Regions from separate parts of the Zea mays genome. Here all the other regions are linked to region 3. A link is a contact called in public Hi-C data. All regions are on one chromosome and are shown on one strand. The core of a region is the stretch at or near the end of the contact, and the rest is flanking DNA. Distances in the headings are between cores, read along the strand shown.

The links. A called contact is a pair of places that touch in the nucleus more often than the background predicts.
Region 1: a Hi-C map of tassel shows a contact between it and region 3, with 6 times the contacts expected there. The contact joins the promoter of LOC100272438 here to the promoter of LOC100383793 in region 3. A contact is called at or near these places in 14 of 25 Hi-C or Micro-C datasets (bundle sheath, ear, endosperm and 4 more).
Region 2: a contact with region 3 is called in a Hi-C map of tassel, with 4 times the contacts expected there. The contact joins the promoter of LOC103654461 here to the promoter of LOC100383793 in region 3. A contact is called at or near these places in 5 of 25 Hi-C or Micro-C datasets (bundle sheath, ear, leaf and 2 more) and 1 of 3 datasets of contacts at active chromatin or transcription factors (leaf).

The regions. Positions count from the first base shown.
Region 1 is chr4:203,239,132-203,243,383 of Zm-B73-REFERENCE-NAM-5.0, forward strand. LOC100272438 reads right to left here and starts at 2,636. Exons shown (of 7, transcript NM_001146912.1): 1 at 2,456-2,636; 2 at 2,266-2,344; 3 at 2,109-2,188; 4 at 1,944-2,010. The coding sequence starts at 2,531. LOC103654460 reads right to left here. Exons shown (of 2, transcript NM_001320939.1): 2 at 4,034-4,252. The coding sequence ends at 4,221.
Region 2 is chr4:203,322,345-203,326,488 of Zm-B73-REFERENCE-NAM-5.0, forward strand. It overlaps LOC103654461 (basic leucine zipper 43), which reads right to left and starts at 2,230. Exons shown (of 1, transcript XM_008681292.3): 1 at 1,156-2,230. The coding sequence starts at 1,926. The coding sequence ends at 1,408. It also overlaps a transcript of LOC100279157 not described here.
Region 3 is chr4:203,486,280-203,490,680 of Zm-B73-REFERENCE-NAM-5.0, forward strand. It overlaps LOC100383793, which reads right to left and starts at 2,843. Exons shown (of 19, transcript NM_001318377.1): 1 at 2,480-2,843; 2 at 2,223-2,296; 3 at 2,009-2,134; 4 at 1,823-1,916; 5 at 1,604-1,687; 6 at 1,339-1,482; 7 at 1,147-1,263; 8 at 1,009-1,053; 9 at 838-912; 10 at 602-706; 11 at 376-516; 12 at 185-277; 13 at 5-82. The coding sequence starts at 2,734. It overlaps LOC100284035, which reads right to left. Exons shown (of 6, transcript NM_001156933.2): 5 at 4,157-4,401; 6 at 3,718-4,015. The coding sequence ends at 3,925.

The DNA of each region.
Region 1 (4,252 bases), core at 1,386-3,885, 250 kb before region 3:
GGTTCCCGCCACGCTGTCCAGCCTGATTTCCACCGCCGCGACCTCCACCACGGTTGCCACCGCCGCGGCCAGCACGGTTTCCACCGCCACCGCCGCGCTCTGCATCCTCACGGCGCGGCTGCGGACACTCACGTGCCCAGTGGCCTTCCTGGTTGCAGTTGAGGCAGGTGTTGGGGCCGACATGGCCAGCAACATTGCCGTCTCCTCGTCCGCCACCACGTCCACCTACTCTGCCTCGTCCTCGTCCACCACCGCGGTTGCGTCCACCGCCACCACGCTGGTTCCTGAAACCAGAGCCACATGCATCGTCTCCCTTCTTTTCCTTTCTGCATCGCGCTTTCCACTGCTCCTCAGTGTACAACAGCTTGCCATTGATGGCCACCGGCTCGGTCAGTATTTGTTCTTCGCGATTGTCCACTGCCTTAAGCCTTCCAGTCACCTCCTCAAGAGTCAGTGCCTCAAAATCAAGGAACTGCTCAATGGCGACGACGATCTGCGAGTACTTGGCCGGCACCGTGCGCAGGAATTTCTCCACCACGCGCTCCTCGGTGATGTCCCTATCGCCATGGATGACAAGCTGCTGGTGCAGAGTTGACAACCGCACAGCAAAGTCATCCACTTGCTCACCAGGATTGACGCTGATGTTCTCCCAATCACGGCGTAGGCGCTGCAGTGTTGCTCGACGGACCCTGTCCACGCCGATGCGGGTCGCAGCGATGGCGTCCCACGCCTCCTTCGCCGTAGCCTTGTCGAGCAGTGGGAGACCCATCTCCTTGGGTACAGCCCCGACGATCACCTCCAGTGCGCGTCTGTCATCGCGAAACTGGACAGGACCGCCTTCAATGGCGTCCCAGAGATCGCGCGCCTGCATCCTCAGCTTCATGGTCTGGCTCCACTCGTAGTAGTTCGTCTTGTCCAGCATTGGCCACGACGTGCCGCTGCCGGAGTCGCGGTACACCACCCTTCCTTGCGGCGACTCGTAGCGAGCGCCGCCACGGCAGCGCCTTCGGTCCCGCAGTGGTGACTGCGAGCGCCTCCTATCTCGCGGTGGAGTCCTCATCCGTCTGTTCTTCTCTGTTTCCTCTTCCTCCTCCCAGTCCTCCTCATCTTCTCCCTTCTCGGCGGCGATTTCGGCCCGCAGCTCCTGCGCCGTCCTTGCCGCTGCCTCTGCTGCAGCCGCTGCCTGCTTCGCTGCCTGGACTGCCAGCGCCGCTGCTTCCTCTGCAGCCTTCAGGCGTGCAGCCCGGCTGGGGAAGTCGCCCAGCTCTCCTTCGCTGGTTCCCTTGGCCTTGAGCCTGGCAGCGCGCTCAGCAGAGGTCGACATGTGTAGGGAAGAGAGGAGTCGGCCTTGAGTCTCTCAGGTGTCTAACCTAAGCTCTGATACCAAATGTTAGAGGTAAACAGAGTAGTTTTGCCGCAGGTGCTAACCTCAGCCATCATTGCTTGATTATATAGAAAGATGAGATGAGTCACATTGATTACATAACAGCTCATTAGAGCTTAGCTAATCAGATAGGAGCCTTGGCAGCCGCACACACCTGTTGAGCTGCTCAAGGTCTTTAATGACTATAATTAACTAGCACAAGTAACTAGGAGAGTGCTTAGGAAACAGGACTTAATAACAACAATTATCAGATACTAAATGAATTAAGGATTAACTAGTAAATTGGTATGCTCATGTGAGAAGATTAACCTCAAACAGTATTTGGGCAACATAAAGCAGATAACCAGTCATCAAACATCAACAAGAGCACAGACAAAAAAAATTACCAAGACATATCAAACTAACCATTCCCTATTGTTAGCAAATAATTATTGCTGCATCAAATCAAGAGTGGTTTAGAATAAATGAGACAAGCAACATGTTACATATGTTGTTATGTTAACCGCATAAACACCACAAGTAACATAACATGAGAGTAGAAGAGGCGGTGCCTACTCACATTGGCTCAGCATTGGGGCCGTACTTTGCAAACTGCACCATGATGTTTCTCCCATCCACATCACGGCCTGCCAAAAAACAAACGAAATTCAGGTGCAGTTATGAATAGAAGCACAAAATCCCCACAGGGGAAAGACGGTTACAAAAAAAATAAGGCGAAGCCCACCATCGAGCCGATCTATAGCCTTCTGCGCCTCGTCGGCGTACTTGTACCGCACGAACGCGAAACCCCTCGAGTCCCCGGTCCTGCGAGCCACCGACGAACAAAACCTGAGGAAACAGCCATCGAACCACCGGCCCGGAAATTGAAACGGACGCCTGACCTCCGGTCCCTCGGGATGAAGACGTCGACGACCTTGCCGTAGCGCTCGAAGAGCGGGAAGAGGTCGTCGGCCGTGGTGCCTGTGAAGCGGGGGGGAGACGGATACGAGAAGGAAGCGATTAGGGAGAGAGGGAGAGAGAGAGTAGGGAGGGTGGGTGGGGCTGGAGGGGCTAGGGTTAGATCTCCCTCACGGAAGCTGATGTTGAGGACGAGGAGCGAGAAGGTGTCGCGGATGTCCGGCGGGCCTGACCTCCCGAAGTGCGACATCGCGGGTCCTCCTGCGACGACGGCGAAGACTAGGGTTTATCGCTCCCCCGCGCGCGGGGTTGTGGGGAGAGCAACAGCCGGCTCAGCGAGAGGGAGAGCTTAGCTTATCCACTAGCCGCTGGCGCTTTCATTTCTCCGCCGCGTGTGCAAGTGCAGTCGCGCGGGAAGGGCCGTTGCGCCGAGGCCTTTTTCTGCCTATTGAGGCCCAGCCCATCTGAGAAGAACGCAAATCTTTTGCCGCGCGAGGAAAGGGACACGGACACATTTAAAAAAAACAAAAAAAGGCACTTAAAACAGTTGATAAAATCAGTCACCGTCGATATACAACTTGAAAAATAAACTACATGTACAAAAAATTACAATAAATTGAAGGCTTTAAAGATTGCAATAACCACTCTTGGCTAGTGGTGAGATCATTAAAACAAAATCGACTCGGGATTCATCCCAAGCTAACTAATGAACACCAAACCTCTATGTTAATAAAATCAATATTTAGGTAATTTCTCATGATAAGGGCTTCAAACAAAGCCAAATATCATCTTGCTTAAAAGGAGATTCGAACGTTGAATAAGCAGAAGGATGCACGATGCTGAACGAGGAAATCTTTGAAAAAAAGAACAGGCTGGTGCAACAAAAGCCGATCGGCCCTGACAACCGACTACTACTCGAAAAGAGGGAAGGATCGCTCATGCAAATCACTCATATTAGCATGTGGATCAGAGATATGCGCTTTAGGAGGTGGCTCAGGTGTCATACTCGTGACCGGGGGTATGCGAGTGGGTATAGACATACCCAAATGCAGACTCCCAGTAATGCTTGTCATCGTGGTGCCCAATGGCGCTATCATTGTCGATGCCGGTATGCGGGGAAGCCGAGGTCGACGAGGGTTTGGAGAAGATGCTCGCCGCCGCTGGGTGGGAGAAATTCGTCCATCGACGACTATCATTGACGACTTGCGAAGCACACTGACCTCCTGGCGAAGTTCGTCCATCGACGCCTCGACACGGGGTTGCATTGCCACTCTCCAAATGCCGTTGCCTTCGACTCCTAGAAAACAGGATCTACGACCTCTGATACCAATTTGTTAACAACAATAGTGGGAAAGAGGGAAGGACATGAAGAACAACAAGATCAAGAGTGAGAGGACGATAGGTAGTTTCAGGTATAAGTGTTTACAGCCTTACAGGTTTTATCATAAACCCTCCTTTACAGCATACAATCTATATGTATTCTTCTTCGACCACAGCTAAACCCATTTGAGTCCTATCACTCGCGGGTTGGGCTTCTTCTGGCGAATGGGCCTGGCGTACTGGGCCGGTAGCGAGTTGCTGTCTTGAACTGGTAGCATGTGGTTGACAAATTTCCAACTGTTCTAGTTAATATCATGCTAATAATTAGTCCTAAAGCTCAACAAAATAAAGGAGCAAGGCATGGATTTAAATCTGGAAAATGCAGAGAAAGATCAATTTTGTATTTTTTTTTGTTTCATATCATCAGTATCAGCAATACAACACGCGTATTATTCTATTTCATGAACGACTCACTTGCCACTCATCTCTGAGCTAGCATATATTCAGAAATTTCAGTGTGTACTATATATTCTATTCTCATGTTTGAATGTGCATGACACGCTATATATATACGCAATTTAAGCTTACAAGTATACAAGTACATTATGATGATATGATGTCATAGGAAATCAGTGATGAATGGATCATCGT
Region 2 (4,144 bases), core at 980-3,479, 160 kb before region 3:
CACAGGTTCCTCTCTCTCTCTCTCTCCAGCCACACAATAATTTTGCACTTGATATGTATGCAATGCAGTTTCAGAGGCTGTAACATCGTTTGTGTGAGAATAAAGGCATGCCTTGTTCATGTCTTCCTTATTATGAACGGACGAGGGCAGTCTTTCATTTTCATTTGAGATAAAAACTAGGACTCCACTTTTAATTTATTATTATGTTCATTTGGCATTGGATTGTATGCCAAAAAGGTCTAGATATTTGTGTTGCGGCACATGCATGCATGCATGCCAAAAAGGTCCCCTGGAATCCTGTGCGATAAGCATCTAAACGAATAGGATGATGTTGGTTCGGTTCAAGATCTTTGATGCTACAATATTCATGTACAAAGATTGTTGTATGATTTACATATATATGCTGATACTGATACCGTGTCATCAATCATCAATCATCGGTTACATATATAGTAATAAGTTGTGCATAAATAGAGTAGCAGAAGCTTTAACTCCATTAATTAGGGAATTTGGCATAGTATAATCAGTTACATATATAGTAATAAGTTGGATCCGTGTCATCAATCATCGGTTGTCACAGAAGCAGAACCATGGCATGTCTTGGAGATTTACCCACGAATGTTTGCATTGGAGAGATACATGGTGTTTGGTTTAAGAAATGAGCTAGTCTATTCTTACTTTTTTGTTTGGTTTGTAGAATAAAATAATTTGATTCATCACCATCTCATTTCTTATAATTAGTTAGTATTAATATAAGGAATGAGGTCATCCCACAATTTGAGGAATGGATCTATCATGTGCTGTCCATTTTGAGGTTTTTATAAAGGAAGGACAACCGAGTGGTCTGCTACAAGTCCTGGTGGCCGAGCAACCCACGAGGAGGCAAGTTCCTAGGGCAGGGGACGGCACGCGCGAGAAGCAAAACCATGTTTACATATGATATTTATCTGAGTTATATGCTTGTTTTATTTGAAATTAAAATATTTAATATATTTAAATATGTTGGAAGCATATCACTTATTTCTCTAAAATTACAACATCATGTACCGCCTTATTTTAAATGGAGTGATTAATCAAACTAAACACCCCTCGTAGTGTCTACTAGTAGTTTCAAGATTACGTGGTGGCTGATAGTGTCTTGTATATAAGGTAACAAATCCCAAAATAATAATAATAACTCTTATAATTAGAAACAAAACAGTTGAATCGGTTGAAGGTGCATGCACGCATCTCTTCTCAAATTAATTATCCTTGCTTAATTAATCACACGTGTCCGTCCTTATTATCGATATATAATTGTCCTCTCTCTCTCTCTCGAGTAACAAACAAAACAAAAAAAACTGGGCGTTCGACGATCATTCAGCAATACTGGTGCTGCTGATGGTGTTGTTATGTGGCTCCTCCACATCAGCCGGCGATGATGAGCAGCTGGTGGAGCCTGTTGGCCAGCTGGGCCTTCTCGTCCCTGAGGCGCGCGTTCTCGCGGCGGGCGTCGGCGCAGCTCCTGAGAGCGCGGTTGAGGTCGTCGAGGAGGCGGCGGTTGGCGCCGCGGAGGTGCGACACCTGCGCCCACAGCTCGCTGAGCTGCCGCTGCTTGCGCACGCGCGACCGCCGCGCCGACTCGCGGTTGGACACCATCCGGCGGCGCCGGCGCTCCTGGTCGGCCGCCGCTGCGCTGTCGGAGCCCGAGCCCGACAGGCTGGGCGACTCATTGTTGCTGTTGCCGCCGAGGTGGGCTGCGGCTTCCCGCACGATGGTGTCAAGCTCATCAAAGCAAGCCGCGTCGCCGTCGATGGCTAAGTAGTATGCCGGAGGCGGCAAGGGCATGTTCATGTGCTGGTGGTGCGCGGCGGCGAAGGAAGCGGTCGTCGGAGGGGACAGGAAGCGGAGGCTGTCCACCTCGCCATGGAAATGATGGTGGTACATATTACTTGTGTTGTGAATGGTAGCTAGATGCTTGCTCTGGCCTCTGGAGAAGGCGGCCTGGGTTGGTGAGGTCCTTTTATAGTGGACACAGACACACAGGCACACAGCTAGAGGAGAAGACTTTGGTTTGGTCCACCATATTATATATATTATTTTGTTTCACCATTATTTTTCCTTTTATATATCTTTTTAGTGTTTTGAGAATCTTGTCGATCGAGTAGAGTTGGGTAGCTTGGATTGCATGCAAGTATGGGAAGGGTAGTGAGCTTTTGAGTAATCTTTTTAATTCGGAGATCCTTCTCTCCTATATGTATGTAGATCACTTCTTAAAAATAATCTTGTCTTCCCAAGAGAATATTTTGGATGGAATTTGCATATGACTTGACTTGAGCCAGCCAGCCAGCCAAGCTCATCTCATCTCTCCCTCACGCAGAATTAAGAGCTTGTTTGGTAGGACTTTGGCTCTGACTTTTTTATAAAAAAAAAACAGAGAAAAGTCAGAGCTCTACCAAACACTATTTTTTTTAAAACGGCTTAATACAAAAAACATCTAAAGGCCAGAGTTATTTTTGTTCTACGCAGAAGAAGCTACAAATAGTAGCTTCATAGTCTTTGGCGGCTCTATCACTTTAATACAGGAAAATAACTATGACTTTAAGATAAGCCTTTTCTGGCAAACGATTTACGAAATGACTTTTACTCTATTAGAAAAGCTGCTTTTTAGAAAAAGCTAGAGCTAAAGCTGTTTTTGGACAAGTCACAGCCCAACTATACGGACCCTAACTCTTGATATATTTTATTTATACCAAACCTCCGATCCTCTCCTCGCTTTTTTCTTGCCACTTTTAACTCATTGCATGCATGCATGGCCTAATTTATGCAGAAATCTTTTGAGCACACACACGAGACAGAGCCACTTGTTGCCTGGCTTGCTTTTTTTTACATAGGCACGCACAACATCGTTATCGTTAGTGGATCAACATCGTTATTGTTCACAAAATTGGCATACTCCATATACCTAGCTAGGAGTAATAGAAACACCTATATATATCTAGGAGTAATTTAATTTACATGCAAATCAACAATATTCCAGCACGTCTAATCAAATTGCTTTATCATGATCAATATAATAATTTTCCAATGATTGGTAATTTCCCATGGATCGGAGGGAGCCGATGGAGGACACTAGCTAGCTAGCTTCCACTCCCATTTTTAATATATATATATATATATATATATATATATATATATATATATATATATATATATATATATATATATATTACATGTGCATCTGTCCTTGTTCATTGTTGTAGCGGGAGTCGTAAGGATCATTATTTGTGGCTGAGACTGCCAATTGGCCGGATTTGTATGACGGCATCCAAGTGGTCGCTTGGTGCCATGAAGCTTTTCGCTGATTGAATCGAGGTGCTTGTCCATTGCAGCGGACCCGCCCTCCTATAAACAATGTTAGGCCACCCTCGACCTCGATATGGATAATACTAGACATTAAACAATAACACTTATATAAAATATAATATACTCTCCGGACCTTACGATTCAGGTTGAAACACACACGCATAAAAAAACCCTCACCAGATCAGAAAATAAATCTAAAAAATACGAACATCCATACCAAATCAAATACATGAAGTTATGCCGTTTTATTTGTCTGCGATGAATGGGCTCTAGATCTGTTAAGCTTAGTCTAGAGTGTTGATGAGGGCATGTCAGAGTGAACACTGTTACAATAACCCCTCTCTCACTCGCGCCACTGTCGCCGTTATCAACCTCTTCCCTCCTGCCGCAGTTTACCCCTCCCATTCTCTCCTCATAATCATAGTGTTAGTCTAAAATAATAGATTGATAGCAAACCAAACACTTTATTTATTACTATCCATTTTTTAAAGAATGTCTCTCTTTGAGCTTCACCTTGGTAAAGTGAAGTGCTAATTATAATAGCAACAAAGAAATCTAAACCTAATCAACACAAAAGGATATATATAATGCGTGGTTTGAGCTTCACCTTGGTGTAGTTATCTGTCTCCTTGGATTCTCTCCTTCTGGGAGGCAAATAAATAAATATTCCTGGGAATCAAATTTGCTTTAAGCTCAACAAATTAAATTAAAGATGCATAGGACGATCTATCAATCGGATGGAATCCCACTTACCAATGCGAATCAACAAACTTATGCTTGAAAAGAGTAATATAATATA
Region 3 (4,401 bases), core at 1,593-4,092:
GTACCTCCTTATCTTCCTTTTCCGCAATCTCTTCAATCATATCAAAGGTCTTTCTGACAAGTCGCTTGCGCATAATTCTTACCTGAACCAAAAAAGAACATAAGATTATCTCTAATATATCCACAGTAAGAAGAACAATTTCACTGGAGAGGAAAAACTGACAGGTGTTTCAGCCGTTACTTACAATTCGACTTTCTTGAAGAATCTCCCGAGAAACGTTGAGGGGAAGGTCATTTGAATCCACCACACCTTTCACAAAGCTCAAGTATCTTGGAAACTGCAATATGCACACTGAAATCAATAATTCATTCCATCCCAATCAATGGATAGTAGAAAATAATAACAATATCTTATTAGTGTTGCAAGATAGTGTACCAGTTCACCATCAAAGTCATCAGAGATGAATACTCTTTTAACATATAGCCGGATATTTTTGGTCTTGGGGTTCATTATCTCCTCATTACTAAGAGGCGCCATGCCCGGAACATAAAGAACACTCCTGAATTCCACCTCACCCTGTTAATAGAAAAGATCAAGTTATTGGCTATACACAATGTGTGCGAATGTAAGTTTCACATAGTTATTTAATGAATTCGCATACCTCAGTTGTGAAGTGAGTGTGAGCAAGAGGGTCCAAAAACTCATTGAATGTCTTCTTATAGAACTCATTGTATTCGGTGTTCTCAATTTCCTTTGGATTTCTCATCTGCATGGAGGGAATAGAAATCAACTATCTGTTCTCTTCATTAGCCCTTACTCGCTTCAGAGTGATCACAAGTACCAGAAGGGTGATGTTCTAAGTATGAAACAAACAGGCAATTGTAACTCCAGACTTACCCATATGGGTTTTGTCTCATTGGCTAGTTCCCAATCCCAATATTTCTCTGTAATAGTCTTCTTCTTTTTCTCACCCTGTATGTCAAAGTATGCCTAATCAGTTGCAAAAGAAGCAAGATTCTACAAACATAAGAAAACTAGGGGTCCTGGATTCATTCAGAAAAAACTAACCTTTGTTGCCTCTTCAACTTCTTTCGGCTCTTCATCCTCTTCAACCTGACAATCAACGGGCGATTAGATCAATTCATTCATAGATCAAAACTACTTGTATAGTCAAGAGAATAAGCAAGAGCTTTGTCAAGACCCTACCTCAACAGTTCTTGATTTCTCCTGCCATGTGTATATGGGGAAAGACACAAACTGAGAGTAATTTTTTACTAAGCCTTGAATCCTTGAAGGGTCCGCAAACTCGTACTTATCATCAGGCTATAGAAGACATATTAATGCAAGGTTGCCATAAAAAAACATTTCATGACATCTCAGATGAACATAGCAACATACTCTTAGAAACAGGGTAATCTGAGTTCCACGTGTAAGCATTTTCTCAGGATCAGTCTCTTCCTTTATGACATAAGAGCTACTGTCAGCCACAGCTTCCCACACATACTGTTTATCTGATTTTGGGCTCTTGGTGGACACCACAACCTGCAATGCAGATTTGACAAAATGTCAACTTAAATAATGATCTAAGCCGATGCAAAACAAGTAAGAGTTCATTCCACGTTAAATTATTTAAGAACAAAATCATGCAAGAAATATCTCAAACCTTCTCTGCAACAAGAAAAGCTGAGTAAAATCCAACACCAAACTGACCAATTAGACCATTGTCCGCCCCAAGGTCTTTGTTTTCCTGAAGAGTAACCCATTTCACATTAGGGAAAAAAGACAATGAGACAATCACATAGACACTACATCATTTAAACCCTAACCATGTGCCATACTCATAGATGTATGCACAGTTGTCAAGGAAGGTATGAAGCTGCACCTTGAGGGCCTTCAGAAATTTTGAGGTACCACTCTGAGCAATGGTACCAAGGCAGTCCTTGAGCTCATCTTTAGTCATACCAACACCAGTGTCACTGTTGAAACCCCAATAGCCACCAGAAAACCATGCCATTAGAGTCTGTTCACAGAACACCAACATATAGTTCTGTCAGAAACAGGAACTTACGTGATAGTAATCGTTCCAGCATCAAGGTCAGGCTTAATTCTTATTTCTAGCTCGCCGCCATCAGCAAGCAAAGAAGAATCAGTGACGCCGAGGAACCTCAGCTTATCCAGCGCATCACTCGCATTGCTGGTAGAGCAGCAGGTAAGTAGCATCCATGAGTAATGGCATGTAATGAATTGCCATAGATTTCCAGGTTCCAGCAAGAGGTACTAACCTAACAAGCTCCCGGAGAAATACCTCCTTATGACTGTACAGACTATGGACGATCAAGTCCATTAAGCGGCTCACCTATAAGGTAGAACAGAAACAAAGATAAATGTATCAGTAACCAGTGGTGGCACACAATCAAACTCGGTCATACAGTTTTGGCAACATTTCGGCTGAACTACACTAACTACAAATGGAAGACGGTGCCAAATTAAAAGTTCCATCTGAAATAACAGATATATATGGATCGTGGCCATGTCTCACCTCCGCCTGGTACTCGAACTTCTCCCCAGCCGCCTCCTCCCCGGCGGGCTTCTCCACGACGGCCGCATCGCACCTCACCCTGAGCAACCTCCCCCTGCTTCTGTGGGCGTCCCACCTGAGCCCTCTGGAGCACCTCACCACCCCGCTCCCGCGCGGCGCAACCGAGCTCGCGGCGGACGGCGCCCTCCTCCCCGCGCAGGGCCGCAGCGCCGCCACCGACGACGCGCCCAGAGTCCCGCTCAGCGCCGGAGCCATGGGATGGGAGACAGTGACCGCTCACACCACGAGCTTGCGCGCCAACGTTCGTGGAAACGTGGAGAGGGAGCAGAGGATAAGGGAAGGGGTTAGGGTTTTCGTAGTAAGCTGTGGGAGGCCGGCGGGCTCAACAGGAGGAAGGAGATGAGATAGAGGCGCGGCCGAAGCTTCTAGGAGCAGTCGATCGGGCCCGAACACTACTGTCACTGAGTCACTGTGAGTCTGTGATTGTGAGCCGGGCCTCTTTCTTCTGGTTTCATAGGCCCAAACAGGCTTCTTTCTTTCATAGTAGCGAGATAGATTTTGATGTTTAACGTTCAATTCGCATGCCTTTTAAAATTTGACATTCAATTTATAAGTCTTTCAAAATTTGACATCTCTTTCACAATAACATACTATGAATCCTTTATATGTGGGCTAGAGTGTCAAATCATGAAATTTCTTCAAAGCTACAGCCCGTCCAAAAAAAATATGCACTCACTTTTGAGTTTTGAGGGCATTAGAATATTTTTAAGTACATATATAAAAAGGTACTAATATCTAGATCTAACGGACCAAGAGACCTGCTTGCACGATTGTACCTAATGGCTGCTTGCATATTAGTCGTTGTCGTATTTAATATAATTAGATTCCTGCCTGTGCACTGCCTGCGCAGCATCAGACCCCGCCCGTATCTACCACACCGCGTAAAAAATAGTGCAGAGCACTCAAACCCACACCCTTCCTGATCCAGAAACTTGGGACTAATCAGGATACCACACATACCTTATTATTTAGAAATAAACAATAATGTATTTGAATACATATTTCAATACTTGTTTATATAATATATAACAACCGTAGTAAAGCATGGTCAACTAGCTACTAAATTTATATGTATAAACATTAATAAGATTTAACATTTCGACGAATGTTACGTTTTTTTAGAAAGGAGGGAGTATTTTTCTTGCTGATAACAGGTTCAGCAGTCCCTGTCCGGACAGACCACAACGCTGTGTACGTGTGTTTACAAGCAACATAACATATACATGTGTAACAGAATCAGAAGCTGACATATATTTCTCTTTGCTCTGTTCGTGAACATCTTATGATTAACATTGCCATCACGCAGCTGTAGTTTTCTTTGTATCTAAAGCAGCAAGGGAAAAGAAAAATACTGACTCTGACAGCAACCAGAATTCCTTTTCCACTCAACTACCTCTGGAAAGCTCAGTGCTATCAGGAGGCTCTTTGAAGCAGTCGACATTGCACAAACCCATTGCTCTAATCTTCTCTCCGATCCTGCACAAGAATGATGAGAAGAAATAACAAAATCTGTATCACATTTCCGACATTTTAATTAAACTTGATGAAAGAGGAGAAAAAGAATCATTGACGGGGCTGGATTTTTCATCATCTCAGAAACTGGTGTGCAGAACAAACCTGTCGAAGCTTTTCCTTGGCTTTTCCGGCTGCTCGTGTTCGAGGATGCTGTCGAAGCAGTCGACGCTTCTCCTCGATCTCTCTCTCCTGTCTGTGCTGGACCTCGCCTTCTCCCTGTGGCCCGTGCTTCGCCTGCGCTTATCCGTGTGCTCGCTGCTCGGCCTAGGCTTTGCTTCATGGATCGTGCTCTTCTTCGATGACTCTAGCCTCCGCGAGATCATGCGAGGAGGAGCCTCGGAGATGGC